Linked DNA regions of Mus musculus: region 2 is linked to region 1. A link is a contact called in public HiChIP or PLAC-seq data. All regions are on one chromosome and are shown on one strand. The core of a region is the stretch at or near the end of the contact, and the rest is flanking DNA. Distances in the headings are between cores, read along the strand shown.

Region 1 (6,119 bases), core at 1,147-3,646:
ATCTCGGGCACCTCCCTCCTGCACCTTTTGAGTCTCTCTTGTCTTCATTCTTCCAATTTCCTCTTCTGATCTTCGACCATCACACATCCTTTCCGAGAGTCTGGCATGGCAGGATCTGATGCTGGCAGCCATTGAGTCAATTTTTGAGTCTTTTGAGTTGGTACAGCCATAGAAACCTAACCCTGGAGAATTCATAGAACCTGGTGGAAGTCACAAGGTTGGGCACTAAGAGTCAGGATGGAAGTCCACATCCAACCTTGAAACCATCACTTCCTCTTCCCGCTCTTCTGCAGTGCCTTGCTCGCTCACAGGGCCCCAGGGATTCCCTTCTCCTCGGGCCATCCTAGGAAAGGGAGTCTGAGTTCCCCGATTTGCCATACAAGCATGCCAGCTCTAGGTGCTGCAGGCTTCTATTTGGCTTACCAGCGTAAGCCCACACTGTTCTCTTGTTGTAGGTGTACCACTCCTGTCTCACCAGTGGACGTACAGGTCCAGAATGTATCTGTGTCACCATTTGGAAAACTGGTGGTTCAGAGTTCCATAGACTCCAGCGTCTTCCGGCACAACGGCACGGTGGAGTGTAAGGCCTCCAACGATGTGGGCAAGAGTTCCGCCTTCTTTAACTTTGCATTTAAAGGTAACAACAAAGGTATATTTCCTTTTAATCCAATTTAAGGGGTGTTTAGGCTCTGTCTACCATACCATAATCTTACATCCATTCCAGTATTGGTCATATCATTTCCAGTAATACCGACAGTACAGCAGTACACCATGCTACCATCAAACGTCACAAACTCATCCCATACTAGTCTGCTGATGAAGGTTTTGCAGTTACTGATGGAATCTTAACTATTTTTCTTTCGCTGGTCTTTGTGTGTTTTTATGAACTTCTTGACAATGAGTAATATACGTACAGTCATAGTTGGGTATACACCAGTATAATTAGGACACGTTGGAAATGTTAAATTCAATTTAAAATTTCAGTTAAAATGAGTTACATTTTGCTAAACATCTGTATCGAAATGTTAACAGTATCTTTTATGTGATCTTGTCAGCAAATGTTTTCTTTTCCTGTTCTATATGTATGTGTATGTATGTATGTATGTATGTAAGTGCTTACCCATCTGCACTGTCAGAATGGTACAGAGCCCACTGCAGGCTGTGTAGATAGCCTCTATGTCTAGCTGTGACTAGGCTTCTTGTCTAGCGACTGAGTGACTAGCAGACCTTTGAAGGCATTGTGGTACACCTGAGATAAGGAAACAGGGCACTTGAGGTTTTTTAGTGCCCAGTTTCTGTGGTGTTTAGCATTGGCCATAGGACTCATGCCAAAAAGCTGTATATCCTCAGTTTCTGGATGAGGAAGGGGACGCATCATAACTCTGCTCTCTGTTGTTAATTTCCCCAGCCAGAGCAATGAAAAGGATGCTTCCAAAATGTCTTTCTTCTCTGTGGAAGACACTTACGTTCATTGTAGAAACTTTAGAAAACGTAAGAGAGCAGAAAGAAGCAAATGTAAATCACCCAGAGAGGCAGTCCATTCAGATGTAGCTTTTCATTAAAAGCAGCATAACGTTAAGTGTGTTACTTCAGGAATGTCAGTTTCTCTGTACTCTGGTTTCAACTTACATCTTTAAAGATGCCTGTGCAGCCAGTAAGGATGTGTTTGTGGGTATTGTGCTCTGCCAGAACACATGACCAGGTTCTAGTCCTAGCACCAAGAATAAATGTAGGTAGGTAGGTAGGTAGGTAGGTAGGTAGGCAGGTAGCTAGGGAGGGAGGGAGGGAGGGAGGGAGGGAGGGAGGGAGGGAGGGAGGGAGGGAGGGAGGGAGAGGGAGAGATGATGTATTTGAATACCAAGAGAAAGCTTTGTTCCCTGAATGTGCCATGAGGGAAATGGTTTAGTTTGGGATAGGTGGTGGTGGCGGCGAGGCTGTTGTCCTGCGGCTGCTGGCTCACAATCATGGTTCCCTTCCTTGCAGAGCAAATCCAGGCCCACACTCTGTTCACGCCGCTGCTCATTGGCTTTGTGGTTGCAGCTGGCGCGATGGGGATCATTGTGATGGTGCTCACCTACAAATATTTGCAGGTGAGCATTGAATTGTTCTCTTCCTGGGGACGCCAAGGCGGCAGGGCAGGCACTGATTGTTCAGCGGGTGACACATCTTTCTTTTCCTTTCTCCTCCAGAAACCCATGTATGAAGTACAATGGAAGGTTGTCGAGGAGATAAATGGAAACAATTATGTTTACATAGACCCGACGCAACTTCCTTATGATCACAAATGGGAGTTTCCCAGAAACAGGCTGAGTTTTGGTCAGTGTGAGGCAGGGGCTTTCCACGAAGAAGCCCTTTTGTGTACGCGTAACCGTGATTTTTTTTTTTTAAGGAACCCGCAGTGGCTTCCTTTGTCTTGTTTCACCTAAAACAAGAAGTGCTTTCTGTCAAACTGCACAGGAGTTGGCAGGGTTAGCAGAAAGAGCCCCGTAGAGAAGTGGCTCCAGACACACATGTCTTCCATTGCCTTGTTGATTTGGGAACCTCACAAACTGTTGGTTGGTCTTCCCACTGACATGACCCTGCCTTCTTCCTTCCTAAAGGAAAGACATTGGGAGCTGGTGCCTTCGGGAAGGTCGTTGAGGCCACTGCATATGGCTTGATTAAGTCGGATGCTGCCATGACAGTTGCCGTGAAGATGCTCAAACGTAAGTGTTTCGGGGGCACTCACCCCCTGTACCCACCACCAGTTTATCTAATAGGTTCTTCCCCCCTGCCCCCACGCTTTGTTTTGCTAAAATACATCACTTTCCCTTTTAGCAAGTGCCCATTTAACAGAAAGAGAGGCCCTAATGTCGGAACTGAAGGTCCTGAGCTACCTGGGCAATCACATGAATATTGTGAACCTGCTTGGCGCATGCACGGTGGGAGGTGAGTCTCGAGTTGCCATCTCTCTGGTTATCAAAGTATGATTTAGGCAGTGCCTAGCTATAAGCTACTTGAGAGATTTTTTTTTTTTAACCAAGCATTTTGTTCTATTTTGCTAGGTTTCGTTTTCCACAGTGTTCCTCAGAATGTAGATTTTTATAATTTCTATGCTGGGAGCCTTCAGACTCATGTCTTGTCATGATTTTGCAATGTAGGTTGTAGTTGTTCCGCTGTGTGGTCGAGTGTTGGAACTACTCATCACAGTTGTGTTTGGTACCCATTACTCAGATTCTTATTTCTCCCCTCCCTCTCCACAGTCCTAAGGACCTCTATTCTGCCCTCAGTGGATCAACATTTTAAACTCCCACAAGCTTTTGGGAACACACAAGGTTTCTCTTTATGCAGAGCCACTTACACCCCGCCTTTCCTCATTAGGCATTATATGTGTGTATTGAATTATAATACTCTCCCCCTTAAATGGCATAAGCAGTGGGGGGCAGGTAGCTTTATATAATGCGGGGGGCCGTAATCAGTCATTTGAGAGTTAATGTTGATTTTCCTTCTATAACTGAGAGTGGCCCCAGCCTCCCAGTTCTCAACTGTACACCAAGTAGATCCAGCTTTTCACTCCCACAAAAGCAAGCTGGCGGCTCTAGCCCCTAAGTCAGAGTGCCACCAAGGGTGCGCAGGCACACTGTTCTACAGAACAAAGCTGTGTAGGGTGAGCTGGTGCTGTCTGTCCTGAGAGAGCCATGGGATGGTAGGCAGCTTAGACAACGTCTCCGGACAGCCCACAGACCCGGCACTCTGCACACCATGAATTGTTCATGCGACAGTATCTACCCATGGCAATTAGTTGCCTGTTAAGTTCGGAACTGCGCTTTTAAACATCCTGAGGAACCACTCGTGTTTTCAAGTAGTCATGCTCAGAAAAACGGGCCGGCCGTTTCAGGGGTTTTTTTTTTTGTTGTTTGTTTTTGTTTTTTTTTTTTTTTTTTTTTTTTTTTTTTTTTTTTTTTTTTTTTTTTTTTGCCACTTTCCAGTATGGGCTTAGCTGGCTGTTCCCTGGTTACTTCCCTACTAGGCTTGCATCTAGGGTTCTTCATTTTCATCATAACATTATGGCGAGGACCCAGAACTGTTGCGCGCGCTCACGACCGGCCAGGAAGAACGACGCTGCTACAGGATCCTTCTGCACACGTTTATTCAGTCCTGTTTCTTCTTTCTCTATATCTCCCTTGTTTATATCTCCCTTGTTTATATCTCCCTTGTTTTTATATCTCTCTTGTTTTTATATCTCCCTTGTTTATATATCGCCCTCGTTTTTATATCTCCCTTGTTTTTATATCTCCCCTGTTTTTATATCTCCCCTGTTTTTATATCTCCCCCGAACCCTGGGCCTCTCACTCCTTTTATACTCTCTCATCCACGCACCGCAGGCCACGCCCCCTCGCCAGTCACGAGGCTTCAGCTAATCAGGGCAGCAGGGGCAAATCTCCACCAAATTGGATTCACCTGTATCCTGGTACACCTGCGCAGCACTCAAGATGTTTGTGTCTTATATGAGGAAGTCAGGTGCAAGTCATATGACTTAGCTGCAGTCCCTGGCGCCTTTGGGACTGCCGCCACACCCGCTCCCCACAATTCCCCCTTTTTTCTTTTTTGGCAGAGAGAATGTCTGTAGATAGCCCCTCGCAGCCATGCCCCTTACCCGTCCTTGGGTGACAAACAGCATTGGTTTGATCCCTGTCTTAGGTTGGTGACATGCCCAGGGAGTCTTATCACTGACTACCTCTCTATCATGCCAAGCCACTCCTGGGGAGATTGTGTTTTGCTTGCGGCAGGTGCATCAAAAGGCCAGGATGTTGATTAATCTATGGCCAGATCTTAATCGCTGCAAGCAAGCCTCATGGGTGAAGGTAGAGGTCTGATCCCCAGTGTGCAAGCATAGGGGCCCTACACAAAACCATCCCTTAGGCTCATCACCCAGAGAGGTCTTGGCCAGCTCCCCTGTCGTTTTTCCTGGGAAAAGGGAACTAGGACACTGAACCTTCATGCAATCAGACGTGCCTTCCACAGGATGCCAACAGCAAGCTATCCTCTGTGCAGTGCTTAGCCTTGCACCCCACGGCATAACGCAGCATAATTTCTTTTAGAGCGGCAAACCGAATCTGAGGAGATTGTCCCGCCTCCACTGCAGCAAAAGCCTATGCTACCATGGCGAAAGTGCGGGCCGCACACTCTGCACCTAACACATGTGCCAAACACAAAACACACACACACTATAACAAGCATACATCCCAGGGCTCTCATCCCCGCTCATCTTCCCTGAAGCAAGGGATAGATGGCCAGAGGGGCTATATCTTTAAGGGGAATTCAGGGATCAAAAAGCGATCTCCCATCTCGGCTCCATCCTTTATGCTTGTGGGATCATCCACCACATCCACAGGGGCAACTGGATCAGGAGCCTCATTCTTGCAGCGTCTCACCAATCTCTCCGGCACCCAAAGAGGTTCCATCTGGTCCTGTGGAAACACACAAACAGACCCTCTCGCCCACGTCAACACCAGATCTGGTCGATCCTCTCCAAATCTCCGGACAGAAGGTCCACCTACAGGTGGCTGCTGAGGAGGCATAGGGAGGCGGCACAAAAGCTAATTCGCCTTCCTCCTCCGCCTCAGCTCTTTTATTTTGTCCTTTCTGTCCACCTGATAACACTGTGTCTCCTTTCTTTTTCCTTTTTCTTTTTAAGCCCTTCTCCTCTTCCGACATACTTTCTTGTTGTTCTATAAGGATTTTCTGACCTGTCTTGACTGCCTCTACACACAGTTTCAAACAGTAACAGAGTCCATATATCAGAACAAACAAGACCAAAACTATCAGACCTACCCACAAAGGGTCAATGGGAGAAAAAAGCATAACTACACAGCGAGGATCTATTGATCACTACACTGAGGTTATCATAGTTCCTTAACTTGTCCCCAAACAGGGAACCTTAACTTGTCCCAAAGCCGGGAACCTTTTGTTACCTTGTGCCTGCTTCCTGGCAACTTTATGCTCGCCTCTATTTTATCCGAGGTCCTTCCCAAACTCCTGGGTTACTTTGTGCCTACTTCCTGGCAACTTTATGCTCACCTCTATTTTATCGAGGTCCTTCCCAAACTCCTGGGGTCACAAGTTTCACTCACCGTGAA
Region 2 (6,103 bases), core at 2,924-5,423, 190 kb after region 1:
GGGTAAGTCCCTTTACTTAAAGTCAACTAACTGAAGTTGTAAACACATCTACAGAGTATCTTTCTGATCATATCAAGATTAGTATTTGATTAGACGACTGGGTGGTAGCCTCACCAAGCTGACACAACACTAGCGCAACCACTTATCATCTCCAGACCCCTTTCATTTGTGTTCGTTCACGTGAGGAATAGCACTCAATTGATTTTCACATACTATGCTATTTATTTATTATACACTTGCATAAATTCTCAAAGGTAAGAGGTCTTTTTAGGTTTTGTTTCCAGATGTATTCAAAACACCTATGGTAGTATCCAGCACTAAAACAAACAAACAAACAAATAAATACATGGAAATAAATAAATAATGTGCTTTGTGAATGAATTCAAACTCATTTGTTAAAGAGTTGCCGCTGTTGGCTTCAATATTTAACTTTAGTAAGTATCTAAAAGCTAAGAAGCAAATGATAATGTCATACATGCCCCTTAAGGTTGTCACAAGGATTAAACGAGATAATGTTTATAAAGTGCCTTGCTAATGGAGACAATTGAATCAGTGACAATCATGTGCCTCTAACTGACAGCTCCTCCCTCCTTTTTTATTCTGTAAATGCTTAAAAGTACCTACTATGTGTCAGATCATTTCCAAGCACCAACAATTCCACCTGTCTCAATACAAGCTAATTTCTTTAATGAAACTATTGTGGGTGTAGCTTAGTGGGTAGAATGCTTGCCTAGCAGGCACAAAGCCCAGGGTTTCATCCCAGTACTACATAAAAATATAGAGGCAGGGAATTCTATAAGTTCAAGGTCACCCTTGGGAATATAGCACGTTTGAAGCCAGCCTTCAATACAGTAAACCCTGTCTCAAGAACCAAAATGGGGGAAAAATAAGAAAATAAATAAATCATTTGACTTAGACAATAAGTTGGTGTATTTTTATCACCTATGGGCTAACTACAAGACTACGATCATAGGTAATAAAATGCTTTTAAATAGACTGGACATAGTCAAATCTTTAGCACTTCTTCACTAGCAAATCATCTGCTGTGTCCAGACTTTCTTTAGCATCCATCTTCCTGTAGACTTCTTCAGGGTGAATAGTCTATCCTACGTCTGGACTGCTGGAAGAGCACTTAGGCCTTGTAGTTGAAGGACGAAGCTTCTAGTCAGAAAACTGGGATATGCAGCAGCAGCACACTAATGCTGGCTCTCTTTGATGAGTGTAATTTTAAAAAAGGAAAGGAAAGGAAAAGTGAACTCCTAACACAGCACAGGGTGGGTGAGAAGCATTTTGGGGATACGCTAACTCCCCAGATGCAGATTCAGATGTCTGGCTGTGGAGATGTCGGTGAACCCCAAGGCCTTGCTGGAGAACTTAAGACCATCTGAGAGCAGTGCTTTTCAATATCAGCTACAATCTGAAATCATCTGGTGAGAGTGTGTGAACTGCTGAGACCCAGGGGGCAAAGCCTCCGCTATGGGAACTCTACATAGGGACCACTAGGATTCCTGCATGCAGCTGAGATTGAGACTGGTGCCCTTCAAGGCTAGGGCCTCCACATTAAAACAGGTTAATGTGCCTGGGGGTCACCTGGGGATCTTGCTGACGGTGCAGACTCTGGTTCATCAGCACTGGCAGGCACCAAGGCCTGGTCCTTCTCAGAAGCCCCCAAGTAGATGCTGAGGTAATGATGCTACTCAGAAATTACATTAACACTAGCAAAGTCATTCATTCCTGATCCAAAAGAGACCCTAGAGATGCAGGGAAGTTCGGGCACTAATAAGGGAGTTGGTACTAATTCCAGAGAGAGTTTTTTTTTAAATCTTTAAGAAATGGGTCTAAAAGCCTTCTTCAGCTACAGCTGCTCCGGAAGAAAGCAAGCAGGAAGGCCAGCATCCACATGGCCATGCAGCCACTTAGATATGTGAGCCTGGGCAAGCACGAGACCTCCATCTGTCTCATCAGCACTTTGGAGGTTGAGGCAGGAGGATCATGAGTTTGAGGCCAGCATGGGCTACCTAGTAAGAACCTGTTTTCAGGAAACAGAGAGTTTTTGTTTTTTATTTTGGGTTTTTTTCCTTTTGTTTTTGTTTTTGTTTTTGTTTTTTAAGATTCCCAGAGTTAAATTCCTGAAACTCAAATTTAAACCTTGGTTTCACCTATCACAAGCTGTATTCTCTTTGGCAATTCAGTTAATATTTTTTTTTTAATGTCTCAGTTCCTCTACCTGTAAGAAGATATTAACAATGCCTTATATAAGATATTATAAAAATTAAATGAATTGTTATAGAAAACACACCTAGATCTGTGCCTGGAAAATAGTAAGTACTTGTTAATTGTTAGTTACTGTAATTATTAGTGTAAGGAGGGGTAGGCTTTGGGGTCAACATAGACATGGACAAGTCTTTGCTTAGTCGCTCCAGCTGTGCTACCAGAGCCAGGGTTCTGCTCCCTGTAAGTCTCAGTTTTGTCATCTGACAGGGGTACCAGCAAGGCCTGCCTTACAGATGGTGACAGGTTAAACAGTAAGTGTACGGCACATGTCACACGGTCAACTTTCAGTAAGATGTAGTTGCTAATGGAGAGTCAAGCCAGGTAGGACCTGAGGGGCTGAGGACTTGGCTGCATGGTAACTGTGACATCAGAATCAGGGGCCACCCCCATCTGTGGTCTATTTCTACATCAGATTCTATGATTGGGAGGAGAAGCGAGTCCACAGGAGGCACTTTTGTAAATTGAAGCTAAAATCGCAAAGGTGGGTTTTAGTGTGGGAAAGGCATTTTTCTTCCTGACTCAGCAGAAAGAAAAATAAGTATGTTTGTTGTTCTCTGGTACTGCTGAGTGCTGTCCCACAGACTCACTTTCAGGGAGTCAGGAAGTGAGTCCTAGCGACATCTCCCTTTCCACTCTGACGATATCTTTCGAAAGAAATGTTGTCACTCACTAAAACAAAACAAAATCCACCTATAACAAAAATCCTTTCTTCTGACAGTGGGGTGGTCTCCCTGCAACAAGGCTTTGTTCCATGACACCCTGCATCCACTTGCCTATTTCAGTGATTCCCCTTATCCAATATTCTCCAGTCGCATCTCAACACGGCCACTGGAATGGGGAAGGGAATGGTTGTGTGCTTAATGGGTATTTATGTGTGCTTAATGGGTATTTAAAAGGAAACTTGGAACGTGCACTGCAGTGAAAGAGAGTCCTTAGAGGGGACAAGGTGGCACCCAGAGGTGCCTGGCCACTTGTCTCTGCTAATAAAACCTCCCCCAAGCATCCCACGTGCCTAGTTCCTAAGTGCCATCTGGCAGCTAGATCCTGAGCTCTGCCACCCCTGCATAGGATCCAGACAGGCCCGGTTCACTCCCAACCATTGGAAGTGTATTGACATTTATCACTGGCTTCCACTTCCCAGAGCAGGGAGGCAGCCTGGCAGCCTCGGAGGACCTGCATCTCTGTGGCATCACACCCAGCAGCTGACATGAAGGATTACTGCTCTTCTGTCACCCTTTGGCACATGCTCCTACGATCAGCACTAATGACAGTCACTAGCCTGTACTTAGAACAAGGGGAGGGGAGAGAGAGAGTCCCTCTAAAACCCACACTTCACGCAAGTTCTTCTTTCTAGGACAAGACTACAGCATTTACAGACACAACTCTCATTTTAGGTGTACATATGTGTCTGTTAAAAAAAATAATGTCGTGTTAATTGAACCAGTACCTGTGCATGTGTGTTCACATATGGAAGTCTTAGAGAAACAGCATATAAAAATACAGGCTTATCCCTACAAACGATACCCTAATCTGGCACTAAACAACTGGAGTGAGATTTCATTGTCTGGACACAGATTTTGCTTCTCAGTCCCTTCTGAAGGACAACAATTGTGCTAAGGAGCTAAAACATTTTCCTTCTATTTAAACTCATTGGTGTTCTAATGACACTTTCAAACAAGCTCTTAGCAAAAGGGAAAACCATGACTCAACTTCTGGATACCCTGATAACAGTCTGCGTAAGCCAGAGCTTTCTCAAACATCACTTCATTTATTCAGGTGCTAGTTCATTCTTATGGTCTCTTTTTGTTTTCCAATCACAAGCCATTGTTTTGAAGGTGAACAATGAGCCTTATGCAACCCTGTGCTGTCACAGGAGGAACCTCCCCCCTCCTTATCAGTGATTCTTGTTTATTCTGCTCTTGGAGTCAAACCGTCTTAACTGGCCGGTGAATCATGTTGTGGCCACAGGAAGATGACGACAGCCACAGCTTTTTAAAATTCTCTAGAGAGGAGACCGAGAAGGAAATGCTGTTGGTTGGACAAGAGATGCAGATAGGGAGAAGAGAGAAGGACTCGTGAGAAATGAAGAATGTATATATGCGGGCTTCTATTATTATGGGTGTGCCACCGTGAGAGTGTCACCATAAACCACAGAGCAGCTCACTAAGTGTTATCTAAGGTGAAATGGAAGATATCAGGCCACAAAGGCACAGGCAGAACTCAAATTCCTAGTAAGAGCTGAATTGGCAAGAAGGGGCCAGGAGGCAGGAAGAGTCTATCCAAGCATGTTTGTTGTTGGAGTGACCTTCCTGTCCATGGGTGTTGAGAATGAGCCGGCAAGGATGATGGTCTGTGAAATAGGAACACCAATACTCAGAGAAAGTACGAGCTGGAGGGAAGATGGGCCACTACAAAAAACACCTAAGGACAAGATAGCTGGCAGCCTCTTCCTTCATCTGGAGCCACTTTGCCATCCTGTGCTGCTTTAGGACAAAACTTTCTAACAATTTAAAAATGGCACCCCAAGCCTTCTGATGGGAGGTTAAGCCTTCTAGCCCTGTGGCTCAACAGCCAATAAATGCTAGCACATATTCTCACCGTGGAAACATCAGACTAGAGTCAGAAAGGATTTGAGCAATCTCCCAAAGTAAATACCTTTTTAGGGGTCATGGTAAAAAAAAAAAAAGATTATATGAGACCTGAGCATTATCATATCCCACTGAGATGGCTATAAACTGGTAAAATATTTTCAGAGGACAGCTTGGTGCCCAGAGAACAGTATGTACCAAAAGCCTCAAAATACTGAATACCCTTTGGTCATCAGAGGGAGGAATTGCCCAATAAATCTAGAGTCTTTTTCACAAGGAATAAGCAGTCACAGCTCTGTACAAAGGCATCTGAAATCCCATTCATCCGCCTATTGTTTCTAACAGTAAAAACTGAAACCAATTTAAACTTTGTATCATAGGACTGGATGACTAATTAGCGTATGTTTGAAGCAACATCCTATATAGTCATTAAATAAATATATAAGAATATTAATTAATGGGAAAAGCTGCCCATACTACAGCATTCAATCGCTGATGTTCTAAAATGACTCATTTTTGTATGACACACATATATAAGGCACACGGGGATGATACATCCTCAGTTATTGAGAGAGGCTTTTTGTGCGTAGGAGAATAACATATAGTTTCATTTTCTTTTTTATGTTTATTTTTGACTTCCAACTTTCTATTAAAATTTATTATATTACACTTGAATGCAGATTCCTGCACATTTGGGTGCCAACTTGGATCCCACTCATTGATTTCTGTTCATTATGTTCTTCTTACCCAGCATCTCAGTGTCTTCTCATCCCATGACACAGCTCTCCACTTCTGTCATACCTTCCAGTTCGTCATTCTCCATCACTATAACCCGCTATGAGCTTAGCTCAACCACCCTCCCTCTCACCGGATCCTTATCTTTCCAGCTCTTTGCCTGTGTTTTTCCTCCAAGTCTCCAGCCCCACAGACATGAGCCATAACCTGGGCCTTCACCTCAGCTGGGTCCCCATTTCCCTCCTGACTCAGCTTGATCTCCAAGATCAACGGCTAAACGTTCTCTGCATAGACACTCCATCCCTTACCTCTCTCTTATGCTTCATTTTATGAACTTGGAAACAAACCCAGTGATGGTTAGTTGTAATTCTCTGCCTCTTCTGTGCCTGAATCTGTGCAGCTGAATTTAGCTGGAGAAGCTAAGGTCATTGTTGAGTGTCATTTGAAGTTCAGAACTGCCGACATCAAATGTGAACTTTCATGGTTTGCGCTTCCGTAACCTCCAT

Evidence for each region. HiChIP or PLAC-seq counts read pairs in DNA pulled down with a chosen protein or histone mark.
Region 2: a contact with region 1 is called in an H3K27ac HiChIP or PLAC-seq map of extraembryonic endoderm stem cells. The contact joins two enhancer-like sites. A contact is called at or near these places in 2 of 484 Hi-C or Micro-C datasets (the HPC-7 cell line and cortical neurons), 4 of 115 datasets of contacts at active chromatin or transcription factors (the HPC-7 cell line, cardiomyocytes, extraembryonic endoderm stem cells and 1 more) and 2 of 9 other capture datasets (adipose tissue and pancreatic islet).

The regions. Positions count from the first base shown.
Region 1 is chr5:75,638,510-75,644,628 of GRCm38.p6, forward strand. It overlaps Kit (KIT proto-oncogene receptor tyrosine kinase), which reads left to right. Exons shown (of 21, transcript NM_001122733.1): 9 at 456-649; 10 at 1,984-2,090; 11 at 2,190-2,316; 12 at 2,601-2,705; 13 at 2,818-2,928. Among named protein-coding and RNA genes, the nearest start is that of Gm32558, 34 kb to the right of the region's middle. Within about 2 kb of position 2,397, at least 19 of the 459 cell types and tissues checked have an H3K27ac peak or open chromatin away from gene starts, as enhancers often do. A contact at or near this core is called in extraembryonic endoderm stem cells, where this site is marked.
Region 2 is chr5:75,822,323-75,828,425 of GRCm38.p6, forward strand. No RefSeq gene overlaps it. Among named protein-coding and RNA genes, the nearest start is that of Gm32558, 150 kb to the left of the region's middle. Within about 2 kb of position 4,174, at least 70 of the 459 cell types and tissues checked have an H3K27ac peak or open chromatin away from gene starts, as enhancers often do. A contact at or near this core is called in extraembryonic endoderm stem cells, where this site is marked.